2 separate regions of the Triticum aestivum genome follow, and region 1 is linked to region 2. A link is a contact called in public Hi-C data. All regions are on one chromosome and are shown on one strand. Each heading gives the region's core, a stretch centred on a gene start, on an enhancer-like site or on the middle of the called end of the contact. The rest is flanking DNA. Distances are from core to core; before and after follow the strand shown.

Region 1 (4,553 bases), core at 791-3,290, 290 kb after region 2:
ACAAACTTGAAAGTTGTCATTATGATCATTTAAATTAAATGATCCATTCCCTTTGAGATATACACTTAATTTCTGCTTGTCTTTTTTTTCATTTTACATTCTACTCCTCGTGGTTGTCTAACCACTATTGCTTAGTACTAAGAATACTAGCATGAATTTTAGGCATTGCAACCTGAAACAAAGATGATATTTTTTTTTACCATCCCAGGAGAACGTAAAGTGCAGTAAGGACTTATAGTCAGATATGTATCTGAAACCGCCTTATCACATAATCTCAACATAGTGTTGATTTATAGACAACAGAATTATAAGGCTCAATGGACTCCAAGTCCTGACAACGAATGAATAATCATTCATGTGATGCTTATAACAATATATCTCGCCTCAATGAAGGCTCAAAGGGAAAATGGATATTCATCATCCATTACATACTCAGTTTGAGAACCGAGCCATTGCGATGGCACATAAATGCAAATATGCATATTCTTAGATAGCCATGACATTTTTCTGCAGGTGGAGTTTCTGTGGAAACAAGGCTCCAGGTCGACAAATTTTTTAATGTCCATAACCCATCTTAAATAGTTACTCCCACCAAATGTCATCTCATCGCATTTCCTTTCCAAAAAGGTCAACCATATGTTGCATGAAATTCGCATGCATTAATTTACCTTCAGTAAATTAAGTAGGATGAAAATGCTATGGCTAAGCATAATCATGGTGATGGTGATTCTTAGTGACTAATAGGGCAAACCTTCCAGAAGAACACCACAGTATGGTGTGGATCTTCCAAGTAAAGTTAGTCACTTCGAAAGGGACAAACCTTTAATTTCCTTAAAACACATAGAGGTAGTCGACCACCTAGTGGTGCCTCACTCTTATGGATAATTCACATTGATCATAGCCTGCACAACCTTATGTTATCTATAACACATGAAGGTAATCACCATAAAATGGCATAAACCTCTCAGTTATGCATAAAGTTAATTCATAGCTATGATGGCGTCTCATAAGGTGTGTATGCATGCAAGGTAATCACCACAATATGCAAGTGTTTTTCATAATTCTCTTCATAGCATAATATGTAGCATAGTAGCCACTAATGCCTTGGAATCCTCTCCCGAGGGAGTATGTGACACTTTAGTCACAACAAATGACAAATCCTATGAAATTGACAAATATTTGGAAAAACATTATGAAGGTAGGCACCAAGGTGTAGGCCTTATAATGGCTATGTCATAAGTCTTATGCCTTCATTTTTTTTGCTTTGAACACATGGAGATAATTACTACTAAGTAGTGTCGACCTCACTCTTATGGAGCTTCTCACAACCTTGTGTTAATTAAAAGCACATTGAAGATAGTCATCACATGGTGATGTAGACCTCACAGTTGTGAACGAAATTAATTCCGTTGCCATAATGCAGAGTTGTGTGAAAAATTGAAGGTAGTCATTATGTCGGAATGACATAATATAGACCTCACAATAACATTGGATAACTTGCAATTAAGCAGTAGGTACCATTTGTCGATTCCTTGTGACAAATGTAAATTTGACATAGTCAGGCAGTAGCATACACTTCACTACCTCATGTTTCCAAACTTGCAAGCAAATTCCATATTCTATGCAAATAATGGAATCAACATATTGCTTTGCAACAGTATTACTCATGTAATACAAATCAATGCAGAAGTATAAACATACTTGTGCAACACATATGAGGACTTGGGGGCCTCAAATGGTCATTTTACATAACATAAAATTATGCATAATCACTATTATGCAATTCAGCAAGACCTGATGGTCTATGATGTATACTTGCTCTAAAGCCTGGGGCATAAAACGCAAATAACAATAACCTTACGGTTAAAGTGTTGAAAATAGAAAGCCCAATGGCTTTGATAAAGTCCAACGAGCCCGATCACCCTACTGTAATTTTAAATAAGCCGTAGGGCTAAACCGCAAGCCTCAATAAGCTTAGGTCTCAATTTAAAAATACAGGGACTTGTTCAGGATTATCAAATAATTCAGAGGCTGATTTGCAAAATCGCCAAAGAGATAGGATTTCTCATCCTTCTCCTGTGGTCCAGTTCCCGACGAGTAGCCATAGATCGCTGTGCACATCGCCAACTCCACCATCAAACTAGCATCTTGTGCCAGATGGAATCGCTCTTCTGCGACTTTCAGCAAGTCCATGGTCTCGGCGGTCAGCGCCGGCAGGCCGAAGGCCGTCGCCGATGCAAACCGCGTCCCCGTAGAGTAGTGGAGCAGCCATGAATCGTGCGATTCCATCCATAGTGATGACGGCTGTTTTATTGGGTATGTAGCGCTCATTCGTTAATGATCCCTGATCCCTGATTCAGGGAAACACAGTTAGTCATAGGATCATGCTAATCACAAACAGAAAAATCAATTAGCTTTCTCCTGGATCGGTTTCTTGTGCGGATGACTGCATGGGTATGCATGCTCGTCTTTTCGGCACAGTGCATAGCCGCCGTGATGCCATGCTTCGCATCAGGGTGCCGCGCCCGCGTCGCCTTGGCAATCCAGCCGCGCCACTGCGTTGTCAAGCAGCCGTGCACGCTGCCTCACGGCCGCAGGGGTCTCACCTGTGTATATTGACAAACTTGACCTATAGATGGAATCAAATCACATAATGAACTATCCGTGAAACTATTTCACGCGGCTGACCTTTTTGTGTGACGCCCGACACGAAGGCGCCACACTACACTATGTAACGCCTCGCAGATAGGCGCTACACCGCCAGCGTCGCACACGTGTGATCAGAAAATTACTAAGTCGTGTGCAGCGCCTGAGAGCTAGGCGCCACACTATATAGTGTAGCGCCTAGCTTCTAGGCATTGCACTAGTGCAGCGCCTAGCTCCCAGGCGTTGCACTAGTGCAGCGCCTGAGAGGTAGGCGTCACGGGTCAGCCGCGTGAAATAGTTTCACGGATAGTTCATTCTGTGATTTAATTTCGTCTATAGGTCAAATTTGTCAAATCTGCCGTCTCGCCTAGCGTCGGCCGTATAGGCAGCCGCCGTCTCCGTTTTCTGTGCCACGCAGTGGATCGGCCTGGCAGAGCATCGCCGTGAACTGCACGCGGCAGTTAGTCGGCTCATCGTGTGAGAGGGCCAACTGCTCTATTGGTAGAGACAATTGCTGATAACGTATTGTAATATCAAATTAAAGAAGATAAAGAAGAGACACAAATGATTCTCTTAGTCCATTGCAATGTGGGAGACTCATTTATATACAGCCTCAAGGGGTGTGTTGAGGAGACACCTCTTCCCTAACAAACACCTCCTGAGAGGCATCTCTTCCATACAATTGATCACATATTTTATTTCTTAACAGTTTTCCTCTCGGTGGACGGGTGCAACCGCCTACCACCGCCCGGGACGGCCGTCCGACGCGCGATATTTGCCCGACGTGTGGGCGCACCGGACCACAGTATTCCAACGGCCTTGCCCTGCCCGTTCCCATACACCATGGGCGAGTTTGGTTGCCTGCATCGAGTCCAATCAGGCCCGCACGGTGCAGCATTTTTTGGCCCCCAGTTGTTTGGTTGCCTACATACACTGTTTAGCCCGCATAGCACGGTTCTTAAAACATCCCTGGGCCTGCCCCGTTGTGAACGGCCGAATCGGCAGTTTTCCGAAAGCCAGGCTGAGCGATGCTTTGAGGCGCAAGTGGGTGGCTCTCTGGAGACGCGTGTCTGGAGTTAATCCCTCTCTCTCTCCCTAATCCTCAATCCCCTCTCTCTCCCTCTGCTCCAATCGATCCCGTCGGTCGCGGCGCCACCCTTGTCCGCAGAGTCGTCGGCGCTGTCGATCAAGAAGCGTCGGTGTGCCCGTCGGCCACCAGTGAGTGCCTCAGTCGTGTGCCTCAGTCCCGCGGCGGCCGACGTGGAGGCGGGTGGCAGCAGCCCGGGCGGCGACGACATCAACTACGTAGCGCGTGCGGGAGCTGCTCCGGCAAAAGCACTGTGGTCTCCCTCATCGAGCGGTTCTATGAGCCGCTCTCGGGCTCGGTCCTCCTCGACATGCACGACATCAAGGGCCTAGACGCCAAGTGGCTGCGCGAGCAGATCGGGCTCGTCAACCAGGAAACGGCGCTGTTCGCAACGAGCATCCGGGAGAACATTCTCTACGGCAAGAGCGACGCTACCACGGACGAGATCAACCACGCGGCGAAGCTATCGGAGGCCATCACCTTCATCAACAACCTCCCCCAAGCGGTATGAGACGCAGGTCGATGAGCACGCCCTGGCGTTCGCGGCAGGCGCCGCGCTGTCGCTTCTGAGCGACGGGTTCGTGCGGACGTAGGCGGGCAGGGTGGCGTCCGTGTGCCCGTCGACCGCCGGTGAGTGCCTCAGCCGCGTGCCTCGGCACCGCCCGACGGCGAACACTGGCTTCCCGGTAGTCTTCTCGTAGTGCTTGATGTACCTCTGCTCGATGTCGGCGAACGAGTTGACGACCAGCCGACCGTGGCACGCCCGATGTCGAACATGCGGTTCAAGAACTCCCGCGAGTCCGTGCCGGGGAGCGTCGCC
Region 2 (4,320 bases), core at 1,752-4,251:
AGCCAACCCATTGAGCAATAGCCTAGATGTGGCCAAGGAGAGGAGTGCTTAAACCCATTATATAAACCGGCAAGGGAATCCATTGTGATGAAGCATGCCCATGAGAAAATCCCAATTAACCGAGTCAAATGCCTATTTGGTGTCAAGTTTGAAGAGCAAGGCTGGTGTCTTGTTGCGATGGAGTCGTCTGGCAATATTCCTAAGATATAGGAAGTTATCATGAATACTTCTCTTTTCGATGAAAGCGCTCTGATCTGTGGAGATGGGATTATTCATGTGAGGGGCGCGGAGAGAGGCCAACATCTTAGCCATGATTTTTAGCAATGGCATGATGAGGCTTTTAGTTTGTAGTTGGCGATATCTTCAACGCCGTCTTTCTTAGGGATGAGAGCAATATTGGCGGAATTGAGCTAGTGAGAACTGTTCTCTTGCAAATTTACGAAACGGATAATGATCATGAGGATCACTGGCTTGACAATATCCCAACAGACATTAAAGAACACATCGTTGAACCCATCCAGTCCGGAAGCCTTGTCTTGCGGGAGGGCGAAAACACCGGCCTTTTCTTCCTTCTTAGTGAAAGCAGCCCCAAGCTCCCAAAGATCGCAAGTTGGTCGGAATGCAACCCAATTAAAGTCCTTTCGTCTGGGAGCTCCTTTCTTCATGACAGTGGTGAATGCCTCTGTACGGTAACCTTCTTGTGTTCATGAATGGTAACCCACCCTAGGCTATGATTGAGACGGTGAATATTTTTCCCTTATTTTAAGGTTGATGCAGTGATGGAAATATTGCCCTCTTTCAGATTGGTAATACTGAAGGCTTGCCTCATGTGAGCCCTTTCCAAAGTCGCCAAGCCAAGGACTTTTTGTTCTAGTCTTTTCGCAAGATCCCGCTCATCCAAAGAAAGCTCTGGGATTTTAGGTGTTGATGTGCCAAAATGACCATCTCTGCAAGTTCTTTTAGGATGCGTTTGGTTGCCCACAAAAGTTAAACCAGGCCCGCTGTATGCAGCATCTCTTCAGTGTTGGGCTGTTTGGTTACATGTAAGTACTATTGGGCCTGCATGATGCGGTTCTTAAAACACCTGTGGGCTTGGCTCGCTGGAATCGGCCGTTTCCAGCGAGCCAGGTCCAAGCTATGCGATGAAGCGTACGTGGGTGGCTCGCTGGGAATGTGTCAACACCTAATCCCGTTCTTATCCATCTGCCCCTCGTCCCCTTCATCGTTCGATGGCCGTACCCTGCTGTCGCAGCCGCCGCGTTCACCCACCCGCTCGCCCGCCGCGCCCTGCCGCACGCCTCCCCCGTCGCGCGCCTCCCTCGCCGCCCGCCGCACCCTCTCGCGCTCGTCACCACCTGCCACACGCCTCCCCCGCGCTCGCTGGGTCCTGCCGCCAGCCTCACCCACGTGCTCGCCGCCCCCTGCCGCCCACCTCACCATGCCGCTCGCTGCCCACACGATAGCCGTAGCAGCCCGGCATGCTTGCTTGTCGCGACAGGGCGTTCTCGCTGCAGCCGCGCGTGGCCGGCGCCTTCTTCGCGCTCGTGGCGTGCACCATGACGCTCGCCCGCAAGATCTCGTTCAGCCTCGACCCGGGCTATCTCGAGTTGTTCATGCTGGTATTGGCGTTCGTGGACGCGTTCGACACGGCGTCCATGCTCTCTCCGAGGCTGCAACCGCGCCGTTGCAGATCATATGGACCCTGAAGCGGTTCTTCAACAGGGACAGGAGGAAGCTCCGGGAATCCGTGCACCTCGTCGACGGGTTCGCCATGGAGGTCACCCGGCAACGACACAAGCTCGGCAGCGGCGCGTCCGACAGCAACCTCCTGTCGCGGTTCATGGGCTCCAGCCCCCCCCCCCCCCCCCCCGGCATGCTTGACGTACTCGCGAAGGAGGACCCCCGACACTCGCCCCCGTTCTTCCGTGGCGAAGGAGGAGGCCGGCGAGGAGACTCGGTTCCGGTCGTAGTGAGAATGAGCATTCTACTTTAACCTCTCTGTTTAGTATAGTTGTTAACTCCTTATCATGATGCATGTATGCAACAAAACACCGGGTAGAGAAGTCCTCCATAATGCATGCAACCTATATGCAGGTGACCAATCAACATGCAAACGTCCTATTTTGACTTGTATCTCCTCAAGCGGGTTTCTACTCAGCCTGGCCCGCTTTTTTCATGCAACCTCGAAAAAACGGTCCCTAGTGTTGTACCACACTGATCGTAGTGCGCAAGTTCTAGAACCGGCAGTGTATGTGTTAATGTGTATGTTGCTCAAAATGATGACACGTCAATTCGCAGACTCGTTGAACCTTCCGTGTTCCTTTTGTTTCTTTGATGCATTACGTACGTGTAACTAGTCATCGCCGAGTCACTGGAGATTGTGTGAGCTTCGCTCAGTGGCTGGCTGGAAAGCGTGGACGTGCTACAGATGATGTGCCCAGGGCAGGCAGTGACTCACTAACACATCGTACCGTCGTGTCGACGCTCTCCGCGTCAAAGAAAAACTTATGTAGGAGTACTATACTTATGTACGAGTAGTCCCCACTCTACAAGGCTACAACAAACACCATTCTGGAGTCATTACGGAAAAAAACTCTTAAAAATTCTGCAGGCAAGCGTGGGACCATTCTAGTAAATCAGTCACTGTCTGTCAAGCAAGATTACTTACAGATTCCAAGGTCACGTGCAAATGCGTCACTGCTGATAAACAAAGTGGGTGCGGTGCAGATCTCGACAAAGCTGCTCCCTCAAGCGAAGCCTGCCCGCCTGCCCGCCAATGCAAGATGCCATTTCCCCCTAGTATATTCGCTCAAGATCACACAAGCACTACTACTAGCACCAGTGGAATATTCAGGCGCGTGCAACTGTAATTGCGGCCTGCAAGGTGCATCCCCCTTGGTCCGAAGCGTGCACGGCAGCCACGACGGTGAGACCAGGTGGCAGACTCCCGGTTAAACAACGCGCATCCCCTGAGCGGAGCCGCACCCCTCTCCCCAAAGTTTTCAGCGTACCAAATCTCCAGCGGCCGGATGCACGGCTTGTATTGCATGTGGCCGCTGCTGTGTGACAGGCTGATGATGATTCGTTTGATTGCGCAGACAAGCTGTGTACGCGTGCCAAGCTCCCAGTGACTCGGCTAGTGGTACCAAAGTGCTGCCTGGCGCGGTGGCGCGCATGCACGGCACGTCCCCAAGAATCCTGTATGGAGCACCGGCCGGTGAAAAAGTGCATCCATCTATTTTCTGGTTTTCTTTTGTGCTTATTTTTCTTCTTCTGAAAAGGACACGAATGATACACCGCCAAGCTTCTTTTGTGCTGTCTCTTGCCATTATGGCATCCTGACCATGTGTGCCTCCATTATTACTCTGTGTTTCTTAAAGTGCCGGAACCCTAATTACCAGCACTAAGGGCATCTCCAGCCGTTGAGCCCTTCAGGAGGCATTTTTTTCGCCCCTTGGGGGGCTACCGGCGAAAATTCTAGCCTGGGGGTGGAATGATATCCACTGGTTGCCCCCCCCCACCGCCTAAGTCGTGCGTGCTCTGCTCACAAAGCTCGCCATCGATCGGCTCGCCACCGCCCGCAGCCTCGCGCCTGCGAACTGACCGGCTCCTCCTCGCTCCTGTCAGCCGCCGTCCGGCCCGCTCGCCGGCGTCAGCCCGCTCGCCCGCGCGGCCACGGCCCCGGTGTCGCTCTCCCTTCCTCCCAAGCCCCACGCCATGCTGCCGCCTGCTCCACACGGGCCCGCCGGCGGACCCGGGTGCGCTCAGGTACATCCCGGAGCGGATCGCCGGGGCCGCCATGCTGGCGCCGGTGGTGAACTACTGGTGGCCCGGGTTCCCGGCGGAGCTGGCGGCGCGGGAGTACGGCCGGTGGATGGAGCAGAGCTGGCTGCCCCTGCCCACCTCCACCGTCGTTGTCAACACCACCTATATCCCCAACAAGCACGACGCGGAGATCCGCCGCACCCTCACTGCCGACGACACCCTTCGGAAGAAGAGGGAGATGGCGACGCAGCAGGAGATCCAGGAGTCGTACTACAGGGACATGGCCGTCATGTTCGGCAAGTGGGAGTTCGACCCCATGGCGCTGCCGGAGCCGCCGTGCCCGGTGCACCCGTGGCAGGGCGACGAGGACGGCCTTGTGCTTCCCACGTCATCGTCCGCTTTCGTGGCTCCGAGGCGCCGCGCTGACAAGGTGGAGTGTCCGGGCGGGCGAGACTTTTTTCTCCGCGGCTGCTCCAGGGAGGCGCGACGCAGGGCCAACGACGGGCGACGAGGACGGCCTTGTGTTTCCCACGTCATCGCCCGCTTTCGTGGCTC

The links. Hi-C and Micro-C count contacts between places; a contact is called where the count stands out from the background.
Region 1: a contact with region 2 is called in a Hi-C map of leaf, with 4 times the contacts expected there. The contact joins two enhancer-like sites. A contact is called at or near these places in 2 of 5 Hi-C or Micro-C datasets (leaf and an unstated tissue) and 1 of 1 datasets of contacts at active chromatin or transcription factors (leaf).

Annotation. Positions count from the first base shown.
Region 1 is chr2B:680,629,736-680,634,288 of IWGSC CS RefSeq v2.1, forward strand. No RefSeq gene overlaps it. Among protein-coding and RNA genes, the nearest start is that of LOC123042053, 13 kb to the right of the region's middle. Within about 2 kb of position 2,041, at least 3 of the 8 cell types and tissues checked have an H3K27ac peak or open chromatin away from gene starts, as enhancers often do.
Region 2 is chr2B:680,335,515-680,339,834 of IWGSC CS RefSeq v2.1, forward strand. No RefSeq gene overlaps it. Among protein-coding and RNA genes, the nearest start is that of LOC123046677, 3.0 kb to the left of the region's middle. Within about 2 kb of position 3,002, at least 2 of the 8 cell types and tissues checked have an H3K27ac peak or open chromatin away from gene starts, as enhancers often do.